Linked DNA regions of Oncorhynchus mykiss: region 2 is linked to region 1. Evidence: chromatin contacts called from public Hi-C data. All regions are on one chromosome and are shown on one strand. Each heading gives the region's core, a stretch centred on a gene start, on an enhancer-like site or on the middle of the called end of the contact. The rest is flanking DNA. Distances are from core to core; before and after follow the strand shown.

Evidence for each region. A called contact is a pair of places that touch in the nucleus more often than the background predicts.
Region 2: a Hi-C map of blood shows a contact between it and region 1, with 2.6 times the contacts expected there. The contact joins the promoter of LOC110522020 here to the enhancer-like site in region 1. A contact is called at or near these places in 3 of 3 Hi-C or Micro-C datasets (blood and liver).

Annotation. Positions count from the first base shown.
Region 1 is chr4:8,032,669-8,040,000 of USDA_OmykA_1.1, reverse strand. No RefSeq gene overlaps it. Among protein-coding and RNA genes, the nearest start is that of LOC110520965, 20 kb to the left of the region's middle. Within about 2 kb of position 3,735, at least 2 of the 11 cell types and tissues checked have an H3K27ac peak or open chromatin away from gene starts, as enhancers often do.
Region 2 is chr4:8,103,444-8,110,775 of USDA_OmykA_1.1, reverse strand. It overlaps LOC110522020 (ADP-ribosylation factor-like protein 6-interacting protein 4), which reads right to left and starts at 3,681. Exons shown (of 7, transcript XM_021600081.2): 1 at 3,220-3,681; 2 at 2,578-2,878; 3 at 2,332-2,466; 4 at 2,123-2,184; 5 at 1,906-2,001; 6 at 1,706-1,798; 7 at 1-51. The coding sequence starts at 3,222. The coding sequence ends at 1. LOC100136711 (Rhag) reads right to left here. Exons shown (of 10, transcript NM_001124674.2): 10 at 6,936-7,332. The coding sequence ends at 7,264.

The DNA.
Region 1 (7,332 bases), core at 2,486-4,985:
AAACACTATTCAATCTATTTAATTTCTATTTCAAATTAATTTAAAAAATCAAAGGGGGGTGAACACATGATAACTGTAGACCTACACTCACTATCTGTCAGGCACAGTGTATGGTCAGAAAGAAGGAACTAAATTATTTAGGCTATAATTTCAAATATTTCAAGGCTATACCCTACAAAGAAATGCATTGTGTGAGCCCAACACACTATCAATCAAATGTATTTATAAAGCTCTTCTTACATCAGCTGATGTCACAAAGTGCTGTACAGAAACCCAGCCTAAAACCCCAAACAGCAAGCAATGCAGGTGTAGAAGTATTGTGGCTAGGAAAAACTCCCTAGAAAGGCCAGAACCTAGGAAGAAACCTAGCGAGGAACCAGGCTATGAGTGGTGGCCAGTCCTCTTCTGGCTGTGCCGGGTGGAGATTATAACAGAACATGGCCAAGATGTTCAAATATTCATAGATGACCAGCAGGGTCAAATAATAATAATCACAGTGGTTGTCGAGGGTGCAACAGGTCAGCACCTCAGGAGTAAATGTCAGTTGGCTTCAGAGTATCTCTACCGCTCCTGCTGTCTCTAGAGGGTTGAGAACAGCAAGTCTGGGACAGGTAACACGTCTAGTGAACAGGTCAGGGTTCCATAGCCGCAGCAGAACAGTTGAAACTGGAGCAGCAGCACGGCCAGTTGGACTGGGAACAGCAAGGAGTCATCTGGCCAGGTAGTCCAAGAACAATGAATTGAACTTAAGAGAACAGATTGTTTATAAATACTTTGATACAATGACACACTTACTGTAGCTAGCTACCCACCTCCTTCCTTTCTGTTAGCATGTGCACATAGTAGACGTCATGCTTTCAGGATACATGTCTTTTCAGATTCCACAATGATTATTTGTGGACACTACATCACCACACTCCCTCTCTTGCGCTAGGTCCACCTCATTTTGTAAGGTGTCTTGATTTTTCACCTGAGTGTTTTATCAGTTTCTTTATGAAAATATTTTGCGAACGCCATGACAGTAGATACAACAAGGGGCTATAGCAGCACACAAGTAGCCTTCAAATGCATGCTGGGCCGGGCATGCCCTGAGCTCCTGAAGTGAAGTGAGGCTACTGGAACAAAATTGAAGCAGGCGAGAAGGCCTATGCTCCAGCCTTTGAGAAACTCGCTCCATACTCCAGTCAAATTGGGCACGCTCCGCTCCTCACTCCACTCCAGCTCTGCTCACATACTCTGGTCGAGATAGACAAGAGAGAATGTCAATACATTTCAAACAAAAATCTGTAATAGACCTGGGTGTACAAAACATTAGGAAGACCTTCCTAATATTGAGCTGCATCCCCTTATGCCCTTAGAACAGCCTCAATTTGTTCGGGCATAGATTCTACAAGGTGTCGAAAGTGTTCCACAGGGATGCTGGTCTATGTTGACTCCCACAGTTGTGCTAAATTGGCTGGATGTCCTTTGGGTGGTGGACCATTCTCCAAACATGGAAACTGTTGAGTGGGAAAAAGCCAGCAGCCTTGACACACTCAAACCAGTGCGCCTGGCACCTACTAATATGCCCCGTTCAAAAGCACTTAAAGCTGCAATATGCAGAAATCGCTCTGCCATTTCCTGGTTTCTAAAATGTTAATCCTTCACCTAATTTCAGTTTATGGGACAAAACAAACATGTATAGTGTACCATCTAAACTGCTGTGAAATATATTTTCCATAATCACAAATGGCATTTTCAGCAGTTTGAAGCTGGTGTACAAAACGGAAAGTAAAAGATCCAAAAACTAAAACTTAAGAACGGGAGCATAGAAAAAAATGCCCATAGAACAGGTCTTGTTTCTTAAACTTGCTTTCAATGAGAATGACAGATCTATAACTCACATTATGTGAATTTGGTTGGTTGTCCAAAAAGTGACATATTGCAGCTATACATATTTTGTCTGAACCCATACACAATCCATGTCCCAAGGCAAAAAAATAAAATAATAATACTTCCTTAACCGGTCTCCTCCCCTTCATCTACACACTGACTGAACTAAATAACAGATGTCATAGGTTTCAGCTGGTCAGTCTGTCATGGAAAGAGCAGGTGTTCCTAATGTTTTATACAACGGGTGGGTCTAATCCTGAATGCTGATTGGTTAAAACCACATTCCAGCTGGGGTCTATTTAAGCAATATAGCCAGAGGGGGTGTGGTATATAGCCAATATATCACTGCTAAGGGCTGCTTTTAGGTACAACGCCTTTCACACAGACTAAGAATCACTGGCCACTTTAATAATGCAACCCTGGTCACTTTAAGAATGTTGACATATTTTGCATTACTCATCTCACATGTACAGTGGGGCAAAAAAGTATTAGTATTTAGTCAGCCACCAATTGTGGAAGTTCTCCCACTTAAAAAGATGAGAGAGGCCTGTAATTTTCATCATAGGTACACTTCAACTATGACAGGCAAAATTAGAAAAAAAATCCAGAAAATCACATTGTGGGATTTTTTATGAATTTATTTGCAAATTATGGTGGAAAATAAGTATTGGAATGGAACTGAAGTTTTTATGCACTTCTCTCTATTCTGACCTTGAACTGAATGGCACGCAATTCACCCGCTATTCTTTTGGGGTGGATATCTAATAAATGAAGGTGTGTCTACAGATATGCCATATACTCCTTAATTCCCCCATCTTTACTTGCGAAGAAACCATGAATAAGGTCTAGCGACCCTATGGTTCCAAGTGGAAAAAGCATGTACTTTATTTTTTCCCGATAGAAATGACACCATACTCCATGCACTGTAATTTACAACTTGATAAGAGCTAGGTAAAGGAGTAATCCGTGTGGATAAGGGAATTGTAAATATAAATCAGACTTTTAGATCTGTTTTACCTTATAAATCGCTGGAGATGAACGTGAAACCAGTCATATGGCAGCAAACTGAAGCATATCCACATTCCCCACGGTAGAGTTTATGAAATGCTGCGCTATTATGCAGAATTTATCTTGTATGTCTTAATTATAGGTAACCCTGGATTTCTGTCTCCTACTTTGTTAAATATTAGCCACTATCAGTATCGACTGTCAGAAAGCCTAATAACCACAGATATTCAACTGACAATGTAATATTAGTTCCCTTCAGTTGGTATAGGCTACATTATCATTCCATGTAATCCCATTGTTTTGTATACCTTCATTTGCTTCTTCTGTAGATGCCATCACAGATGTGTGGTTGTTGCTGAGGATCATTAGTAACGATTGATAATATAGAAAGACTCATTTTCACAATGCATCAAACCACCATTTTTCCTTTCGTGCGCAAAGTCTCTTCCAAACCTGTTTATGATTCAAAAATACTTTCCTAAACCAAAATAAATCTGCAAGATCAGACCAATTGGTGCTGAAACAGCAACAAATATGCATATATTTAGATAGGGATCAATGAAAGAAAGCTACTATTCTGAACCCATTTTCCTCAATATATTCTAGTCTGTAGACAAAAATTCAAACAAAAAAGTACACCGTATTTAATTAAAGGGATGGATTAAGATACATGTACTGAAAACCCTATTGAATGAAAACTACGCAAGAAAATCTGTTGGCCAGCAAATTGGAGGGTTTTCAGCGGTGAATAAAATGTATTCAGAGCGACCAAGGTAGCTACACCTACAGAGCACGTTATGTGATAATAAGGTAAGCCTGAATACCAAATACTGAGAAGTGCATAGGAAAGGTGCGTAGGAAAGCAATACATTCCTAAGTAGGATATGGCCCCCAAGATAATCACTCAACCAAGTCACCCAACAGCTATACTTTAAGCTTATGTTCATACCATCTATGCCATTTATGAGCATAGTGATTGGCTGACAATACTAAATGTACAATGTATAGAGGAAGAACCACACCATTTCAAACACATTAATGACTCGATTTGGTTTTCCTTGAATTCATTGAAACTTCTTAAAAATAATTCAAACAAGTTCACCTTGTACAATATTGACCTCTCTGGGCCAAGGAACAACATTGCACCTCTGTGCCTTTTTAACATAATCTGGGATATTTACTGCTGTCCAACGGTATTTTCAATGAATACCTATGTTTTCTTTGAGTACGTAACTTTTAAAATGTGTCCTGAACTTAGTGTCACATCATACCCCAAAGGTTGTATCATGATATCATTTGAGTCTTGGTAAACAAACATTGTACTGCCTCCAAATATGTTAAAATATCAGGTTGATCTTATGGACTGTCAGTTGCGAAGGGTTACATTCCTCCATCCCCCTCTCCCTCAGCTTTATACCAAAGCAAGTCGTTTTATCATAGCTGTGTCCTTGTAAAGTGGCTGCATGTGGCGTTGCATAATCTTGCAAACTAATAATGCCCTTGATACATGTTTTTTCCTTCTCATGAATGAAGCTGTAAAAAAAAAAAAGTGTACTTTTAGTTTGACATGTATGTATTTGCCAAGTCAGTTTATGCACAGTACTGTTCACCAAGATAATCCCTCAAACCAATCACACAAGAATCAAACTAAAATGTTTCTAGTCTAATTTGAGAACAGAACATGATGTTTGCTTATGGTAAGTGTTATGTAGAGAGGATAAACAAGGCTTGTATACAGCCTTGCTTACAGCTAATTTTTTTTTACATTTTTAAATTTCACCTTTATTTAACCAGGTGAGCTAGTTGAGAAAAAGTTCTCATTTGCAACTGCGACCAGGCCAAGATCAAGCATAGCAGTTCGACACACACAACAACAGAGTTACATATGGAATGAACAAAACATACAGTCAATAATACAGTAGAAAAACAAGAAAACAAAGTCTATATACAGTGAGTGCAAATTAGGTCAAATAAGGGAGTTAAGGCAATAAATAGGCCATGGTGGCGAAGTAATTACACTATGACAATTAAACACTGGAATGGTAGATGTGCAAAAGATGGATGTGCAAGTAGAGATACTGTAGTACAAAAGGAACAAAATAAATAAATACAGTATGGGGATGAGGTAGATAGATGGGCTGTATACAGATGGGCTATGAACAGGTGCAATGATCTGTGAGCTGTTCTGACAGCTGGTTCTTACAGCTAGTGAGGAAGATGGGAATCTCCAGCTTCAGTGATTTTTGCAGTTCGTTCCAGTCAGTGGCAGCAGAGAACTGGAAGGAAAGGCAACCAAAGGAGGAATTGGCTTTGGGCGTGACCAGTGAGATATACTTGCTGGAGCGTGTGCTACGAGTGTGTGCTATGGTGACCAGCGAGCTGAGATAGGGCCGGGCTTTACCTTGCAGAGACTTGTAGATAACCTGTAGCCAGTGGGTTTGGCGACGAGTATGAAGCGAGGGCCAGCCAACAAGAGCGTACAGGTCGCAGTGGTGGTTGTATATGGGGCTTTGGTGACAAAACGGATGGCTACATCCAGTTTGCTGAGTAGAGTGTTGGAGGCTATTTTATAGATGACATCGCCAAAGTCAAGGATCGGTAGGATGGTCAGTTTTACGAGGGTATGTTTAGCAGCATGAGTGAAGGAAGCTTTGTTGTGAAATAGGAAGCCGATTCTAGATTTAATTTTTGAATGGAGATGCTTAATGTGAGTCTGGAAGGAGAGTTTACAGTCTAGCCAGACCCCCAGGTATTTGTAGTTATCCACGTATTCTAAGTCAGAGCCGTCCAGAGTAGTGATGCTGGATGGGCGGGCAGGTGCTGGCAATGATCGGCTGAATAGCATGCATTTAGTTTTATTTGCGTTTAAGAGCAGTTGGAGGCCACGGAAGGAGAGTTGTATGGCATTGAAGCTCGTCTGGAGGTTAGTTAACACAGTGTCCAAAGAAGGGCCAGAAGTATACAGAATGGTGTCGTCTGCGTAGAGGTGAATCAGAGACTCACCAGCAGCAAGAGCGACATCATTGATGTATACAGAGAAGAGAGTCAGCCCGGGAATTTAACTCTGTGGCACCCCCATAGAGACTGCCAGAGGTCCGGACAACAGGCCCTCCGATTTGACACACTGAGCTCTATCAGAGAAGTAGTAGGTGAACCATGCGAGGCAATCATTTGAGAAAACGTTTGACCTCTGTCATTGCTAACAAAGGGTATATAACAAAGTATTGAGATAAACTTTTGTTATTGACCAAATATTTATTTTCCACCATAATTTGCAAATAAATTCATAAAAAATCCTACAATGTGATTTTCTGCAATTTTTTTCCCCTCATTTTGTCTGTCATAGTTGAAGTGTACCTATGATGAAAATTACAGGTCTCTCATCTTTTTAAATGGGAGAACTTGCACAATTGGTGGCTGACTAAATACTTTTTTGCCCCACTGTATGTCCGTTACAGATATGGGGGGTAAATTAAGGAACACGTCCTCTTCTGCAAACCACTGGAAACCAGGACAACAGGACAGCTTTGTGACATCAAATGGACTTTGGTGATCAAGATATTTTGGTATCTGTACTGATGGCGCAAAAGCCATGACAGGGAGACATAGTGGAATGGTAATGAGTGTGCAAGCAGTTGCTCCCGACGCCACTTGGGTACACTGCAGCATCCACTGTGGGATTCTGTGTTTTACATTATAGCCATTACCATATATATGATTACATATTATCTGATGTTGGCTGTGTGAGGTATCTGCATTTGTGCACTTGAGCATCATGAGATTAAACAACTGCTTGCTACATCTACTTGCCTGTTTGTGTGTGTGACAAGAACTGAGTAACATGGTGTGACCTGCATGTTGCAAAACTGTAGATAACAGCCCAGCAGATGCTTTGTCCTTGTGTTTGTATGTGACAATATTGAACACATGGTGTGACTTGCTGTATCTTACAAAGTTGTGGTTAATCAGGTATAGGGAGAGGTGGTCATCACGAGGTTTAACTGAGATGGAAAAATACTGAACAACACAATAGCAGGAACTGAGCAACTGTTATAACTAGGGGGTGATACCAGAACAGTAAGAATCTATACATCGACAGAGGGTGGACTCCAAGAAGCGCCAAGAGGCGGGGACCAGCCTGAGCGCCTGCGATAGGCTGAGCAAGTCTAAGCCACGCTCAGCCTCTACTGTGATAGACATAGTTCCAACCCGTCTGTTAGCCTATGACAGTATATGAACAGCTGTTTTCTTAGATCCTGTCACTTCCCTGCGTGGTATTACAGTGAGCACGTATATACGAAAGTTGCATTTGCTATTTATTGCTTAGCTAATAAAAGTACAGAGAGTACAATCAGTGACTCAGTGTTATAACTTATTCTGATACCAGAATCGAATTGACGCAAACCTAACAATTGGTGACCCCCGGCGTGATCTGGTAGAAGGTCTTGAAGG
Region 2 (7,332 bases), core at 2,432-4,931, 71 kb before region 1:
TTACAACGTGGAGTTGAGGAATTCAAGCAGTTCTGCGCGATTCTTGTCTCTCTGTCGAAAAAATAAACACACACACAAAATCAGTCAAAAGTTGACACCTACTCATTCAAGGGTTTTTCTTTATTTTTACTGTTTTCTACATTGTAGAATAATAGGGAAGACATCAAAACTAGTAGTAACCAAAAAAAAGTGTTAATAAAACAAAATATATTTCATATTTTCCAAAGTAGCCACCCTTTGCCTTGACAGCTTTGCACACTCTTGGCATTCTCTCAACCAGCTTCATGAGGTAGTTACCTGGGATGCATTATAATTAACAGGTGTGCCTTGTTAAAAGTTAATTTGTGGAATTGCTTTCCTTCTTAATGCATTTGAGCCAATCAGCTGTGTTGTGACAAGGTAGGGGTGGTATACAGAAGATAGCCCTATCTGGTAAAAGACCAAGTCCATATTATGGCAAGAATAGCTCAAATAAGCAAAGAGAAACGACAGTCCATCATTACTTTAAAGACATGAAGGTCAGTCAATCAGGAAAATGTCAAGAACTTTGAAAGTTTCTTGATGTGCAGTCGCAAAATACATCAAGCACTGATGAAACTGGCTCTCACGAGGACCGCCACAGGAAAGGAAGACCCAGAGTTACCTTCTCTTCAGAGGATAAGTTCATTAGAGTTACCAGCCACAGAAATTAGAGCCCAAATAAATGCTTCAGAGTTCAAGTAACAGATATCTCAACATCAACTGTTTAGAGGAGGCTGCGTGAAATCAGGTCTTCATAGTCAAATTTCTGCAAAGAAACCACTACTAAAGGACACCAAGAAGAAAAGAGACTTGCTTGGGCCAAGAAACATGAGCAATGGACATTAGACCGGTGGGAATCTGTTCTTTGGTTTGATGAGTCCAAATTTGACATTTTTGGTTCCAACCGCCATGTCTTTGTGAGATGCTGAGTAGGTGAACGGATGATCTCCGCATGCGTGGTTCCCACCATCAAGCACTGTCTGATGTATTTAGAATTCAAGGTTAACCAGCATAACTACCACAGCATTCTGCAGCGATATGCCATCCAATTTGGTTTGCACTTAGTAGAACTATTGCTTGTTTTTATCACAACAATGACCCAACCCACCTCTAGGCTGTGTAAGGACTACCAAGAAGGAGTGTTGGAATGCTGCATCAGATGACCTGGCCTTCACAATCAACCAACCTCCACCCAATTGAGATGGTTTGGGATGAGTTGGACCGCAGAGTGAAGGAAAAGCAGCCAACAAGTGTTCAGCATATGTGGGTACTCCTTCAAGACAGTTGGAAAAGCATTCCAGGTGAAGCTGGTTGAGAGAATGCCAAGAGTGTACAAAGCTGAAGTCGAGGCAAAGGGTGGCTACTTTGAAAAATGTAAAATTGATTTGTTTAACACTTTTCTGCTTGCTACATGATTCCATATGTGTTATTTAATAGTTGAGGTCTTCACCATTATTCTACAATGTAGAACATTTTTAAAATAAAGAACACTTGAATGAGTAGGTGTCCAAACTTTTGACTGCTATGTATGTATGCATGCATACATGTATGCACACACACACACACGTTTAGAAGACTAGCACCAAGAGCGAGTCGACTTAGAATCAGTGAAATCAACTAAGGTCGATAAACAACCTTCACATACCACAATCATTGCAAGTAAAAACCGTCATGGAATACTCACCAGCTTGTCTTTCTTTGACTTCTTCAATTTCATTTTTATCTTCTTTCCTGAAATCATGCTGAACTTGCTTTTTCTCTTTCTCTCTTTTAAATACTGAAAGACAATTCATTTCAAAATGACAGCTTTCAGACAGCTTTAAACTACAGGTATGGCTGTAGCGTACTTCCTTTAGGAAAAATAGCCCCATAAACATTTTCTACCTTGGATATCTGAATAGGTCCAGGTCCAGCGCTTTCCTCCTCCGTCTTCATTTTCTTGTCCTTCTTCCGTTTAAGCTTTTTCTCCCTTTTCCCTTTCTTTTAAAACAGAGTGAAAACAGAGCATATTTGAAATAACTTAAAATTACCATTTGATATCTAACAAGGTACAGACTACACCAACAAAATAATTAGCTACTGAAAACTAATGAATATTTACCTTTTTGAGTTGTTTTTCCTTTTTCCTTTTCTTAGAATTCTTTCTGGACTTGCTGTGGGAATCTAGAAAGGAGATTGCAAAATCTAACTGAGACACTATCAGGCTTTAACTGCTTTTTGTATATTTATATAAATACAAATAAAAAAATACACAAAAATATTTCAGATACATTTGCGTCTTAACTACGGTACATGTACTGGCACACTCACCACTGCTGCTCGAACTACTCCTACTGCCAGACGAGGAGCGGGATGAGGATGATGAAGAGGATCCCGATGATGAGGATGAGCTGGATGAGGAGGAAGATGATCTACTGCGGCTTTTCCTTTTAATTTTTTCTTTCCCTTCAATAGAAAAATACAGAAGCACAGTGTGTGTTATCCATTATTTCAAGGTAGGCACACACACACATGTGATATCAGCTGATAAGTGATCACCACAGACCATTAAATTACCTGTACTTGTTGTTCTTCTGTCATCTCTTCCTATGGCGGTCTCAGTACTTCTTCGGTCATCTCTTCTTGTGGCAGTCTCAGTACTTCTTCGGTCATCTCTTCTTGTGGCAGTCTCAGTACTTCTTCCGTCATATCTTCTTCTGGAAGTCTCAGTACTTCTTTTGTCATCTCTTCTTCTGGCAGTCTCTGTACTTCTTTTGTCATCTCTTCTAATGTCATCTCTTCTTGTGGAGGACTCAGTACTTCTTCTATCATCTCTTCTTGTGCTGGACTGACTTCTCACTTTGTCTACTTCGGCAGACTAACAAAAATAAAGTACGTATGTAAGTCTGTTTGCATTGTGAGGCCAAACCTCTATCATAAGCTCGTCTTGAGTTTATAAACCCAGACAGAGCAGTAGATCAGTAGGCTAAATTAGTTAGCCTAGCCGTTCATGCAGATTGGAGTTAGGATAAAGTTGGCGATAACTCTCTCCGGTTGTCACCCATCAGATCGACACTGGTGAATTTCGGTAAGGTGGCTTACTAATTGCGCTGACAAGTTAGCTAGCTAGCTAACGTTAGCGCTCATATATAATAGCAAGTTGCATATAACGTTAACGGAAGTGAAGAAGGCTAGGGAGCTAGCTCGCTAGGTACTTACCATGGTGGCTGTTGTTTCGACGAAAAAAAAAGAGGTGAATGCAATAAAAGTTGTTGATTCTCAAAGCTATATTCTCTATACTACTATTCAGAAATTAATAGCAATGCTTCATCGACGGTACTTATTTGTAAATGTAACGTTAAGGCTGTAAGAGTTGACTGGTGGGCTAGTTTGCTGACAACACCATGGAGCCATTTTACATCCCACAATGCACCGTTAATTTATTAAAGGAACACCACAATATTTTTAAACCTCGATGCGGACACGTTATTTTCGGTTTGATTGCTTGGCAGCAAGGTAATAATTCAAACAGAAAGAGAGAAAATGTCTGTCTCTAATAGGATACACGAGTCCTGAATACACAAAATAATTCAGTGACATATGTGATGCTCCTCATACAGAATAAACCTGACATCTCATAGTTTATAAAAAATGTCTTATTAAAAGAAACTCATAATAAAACATGCAATTTGGGAGCGCGTTCCATAGCTAGGCGAGGAGACGCAACAACCAATGGTTGCGTGCCAAGTCATCGGACGTGTCATCCACTGACAAATCGCGGTCTATGTGGTCAAAGGATGAAGAATCATTATGCCATGTTCAAAATAACTGAGAACTCGGAAATGTCAGACTTCCGACTTCAGTGGTGCGGTGTTCAAATCTACTGGGAATTCGGGAAAATATCAGGTCAAATCATGACGTCAGTGATCTTCAGGTTGGAAAGTCGGAGCTCTAGAAAGAGGCCAGAGATCCCGAGTTGGAATTCCGAGTTGGATGACTGTTCAAATCGATTTTTCTCAATCGGAGCTCCCTTTTTTGAGTTCCCAGCTGTTTTGAACACACTGAAGTCAGAAGTCGGAAATAGCCGAGTTCCCAGTTCCGAGTTATCAGTTGTTTTGAACGATGTATTAGTTCACGACAACTGGAAACTATGAAAAAAACGAGCTCCGACTGGGAAATTCGTTTTGAATGGTCATCCGACTCTCTGGCATCTTTCTAGAGCTCCGATTGTCTTGATAGCACAATTAGTGTCTTGGCCCTTGAAAATGTACAACACGCCTTCTACGTTCTGATTGTGAAAAGAATGTTGATGGTGATAATGCAATGGAATCATGTCAAAGAACACAGACAGAGTCACTCTTATATTGTATAAAACCATATTCATAAATTACAGTATAAATATTTATACATTAACAAAAATGTAATACATATTAATTTTCTGTAACTTAAAAAAAAAAATGTCATATCAAGCATTTAAAAAAAAAAAATATTGCCTGCTGGTGTTCTAAGCATTACATCTAAATCACACATAGGCTACTACATCAGCCAAATGTACTACTTATCTAGCTAGCTACACTACATGGCCAAAAGTAAGCTGTTATAGCAACAAAGGTGGGACCAACTCCATTTTAATGCCCATGATTTTGGAATGAGATGTTAGACAAGCATCATTTGGGCCATGTAGTGTATCTGTAGTCAGTTTCATCTTTACCTGCTACAATGGTCTAGTACAGGAACTATTGTTGACTATTTTCCTCCTGCATTCTCAGGTATCACTTTATTCAACAAAATGGTTGCGATATAGCCTGAGTGTACAAAACATTATAAATACCTGCTCTTTCCAAGACATAGACTGACCAGGTCAATGCTATGATCCCTTATTGATCTAACTTGTTAAATCCACTTCAAATCAGTGTAGATGAAGAAGAGGAGACAGGTTAAAGAAGGATTTTGTTTCATCCTTGAGGCAATTGAGACATGGATTGTGTATGTGTGCCATTTAGAGGATGAAGAGGCAAGACAAAATATTTAAGTGCCTTTGAACGGGGTATGGTAGTAGGTGCCAGGCACACTGGTTTGTGTTGGGAATTGCAACGCTGCTGGGGTTATCACACTCAACAGTCTCCCATGTGTATCAAGAATGGTCCACCACCTAAAGGACATCCAGCCAACTTGACACAACTGTGGGAAATGTTAATGCTACAGCATACAATGACATTCCAGATGATTCTGTGCTTCCAACTTTGTGGCAACATTTTGGGGAAGGCACATTCCTGTTTCAGCATGACAATACCGCCGTGCACAAAGCGAGGTCCATACAGAAGTGGTTTGTTGAGATTGGTGTGGAAGAACTTAACTGGTCTGCACAGAGCCCTGACTTCAACCCCATCAAACACCTTTGGGGTCAAGCATTGGAGTCAACATGGGCCAGCATACCTGTGGAACGCTTTCGATACCTTGTAGAGTCCATGACCCAACAAATTGAGACTATTCTGGGGGAAAAAGGGGGGGGGGGGTGCAACTCAATATGATGAAAGTGTTCTTAAGGTTTTGTACACTCAGTGTATAAAGAGATACTTGTGATCTGCATCACTAAGTAACAATTGTTAGTCCTAGGTGCAGGGATTTAGAGAAACTGACTATATCCATTATGTAACTAACTACACTTTGCATTAAGAGGTTACAATAATAAGTGAAAGAAATATAGACAGCTCATGTATCCTAAATCTCTTAGTGGCTTGCTTTCTCATGCCCCATTTATTCAGAATCCATGTGACATGTAGACTATCCGGTTTTTAATTGGACATGTCAGATTTCAATTGACTTTCTGTGTTTGAAAAATGAAAATGAAAGACACTCAACTCCACTTTAGCTGTGAGGATACTGGGGTAGAAGAAGGGGAACCTTAGAGTATTTGGATGCACACAGGGAGTAGCTTAATGCAGAACCTATTCTTGCCCAGCTCCATTCCCCGTGAGACCTGGGCCCGTGTTTATCAAGCGTCTCAGGAGTGCTGATCTAGAAAGGTAAAACTGATCCAAGATCAGCACCCCACTCTGAGACGCTTGATAAATACTGGCCCTTAGCTACTGCCTAAACTTTGCAGCCTGGTCTGGTATCAGATTCTTTCCAGTAGGAGTAGTGAGCTCCAGTCACGCGGCCTAACTCTGCAGCAGGCTAAAGTAGCAGTTGATTTTATTCATTAAACAAGGCCTAGCACACAATATCGGCTATGTCAGTTGGATGGCGACATAAAAAGACACGTTGAGAAAAATATACAATGTATAGCCCTAACTAATGAGGCAAAACAAATGTCTGTTAACATTTTGATAGTGTCACAAAGCATGTGAGACAATTGGTGATATTGTCAGCTTGATATACTGTTTCTACTATTTCTATACAGTTTCTAATGGCTCATGGTCATCAAATTCAGTGTAAAAAAAGAATCCCTGAAAGTATCTTTCCTCCGATTGTGTGAAAGAACAGTTCATGTTTCAATGCAACTTATTCAGGATCATTTATATCAAAATGCTCCTTCATTTAAATCAATTTTCAGACTAACACATCCAAAGCACTGCAAGCATGTTGCTTGAAATGAGTTTCTGTAAACATTATTTGTTTAAGATAAGAAAATCCTTACAATATTATCTCAATTGCATTGAGACCTAATAATAGTAAAAAAAAATTAAAAAAAATGTAACACACCCACCTCTTACACTTTAGTTGAAATTATAATGAGCTATGACTTGTTTCCCAAATGCTCTTCAGTGGACCTACTTCAATTGAAGATTAAAATATTTAGTACAAATCTATGGACAATGAGGACCTAGTTTGGACCTAGAAAAGTACAACATAGGCTAACATTTCCCTGCTGATCGAGTTGATTTAGAGATGTCTTAATAAGGTAGCATGAATCACGATATGATCTCAATTTGTCTCATATCAATCCAATTATTTATGCAGTAGTTGAAAATAACTGACAATTTCACAGCACTGGCCATCCTGGGTTGAATTCAATAGTACAACATAGATTCTCTCCTTTACGTCCTCTGCACTGATGGTCAAGAAATTAGACGGGTGACGAATGAAGTCCTGGTAGGGATTTACCAATTAGATGAAGGAGAGGTGACAAGGAGAGGAAGCCAGTTAAGACTATTGAGATAGAGTACACCCAATGTCTAATGTGTGGTTCATGATTCCTCACTTTCCCATCTCTAGCTCAGAGGGTTGTAGGTCGTGAATGTGCAGCAAAGAGTGGGAGCTTTACGCCTCTGCTTTTTGGTCTCCGTGAGCCAGGCTCTCCTCGCCCTCCTCCTCCTCCTCCCCAGGAAC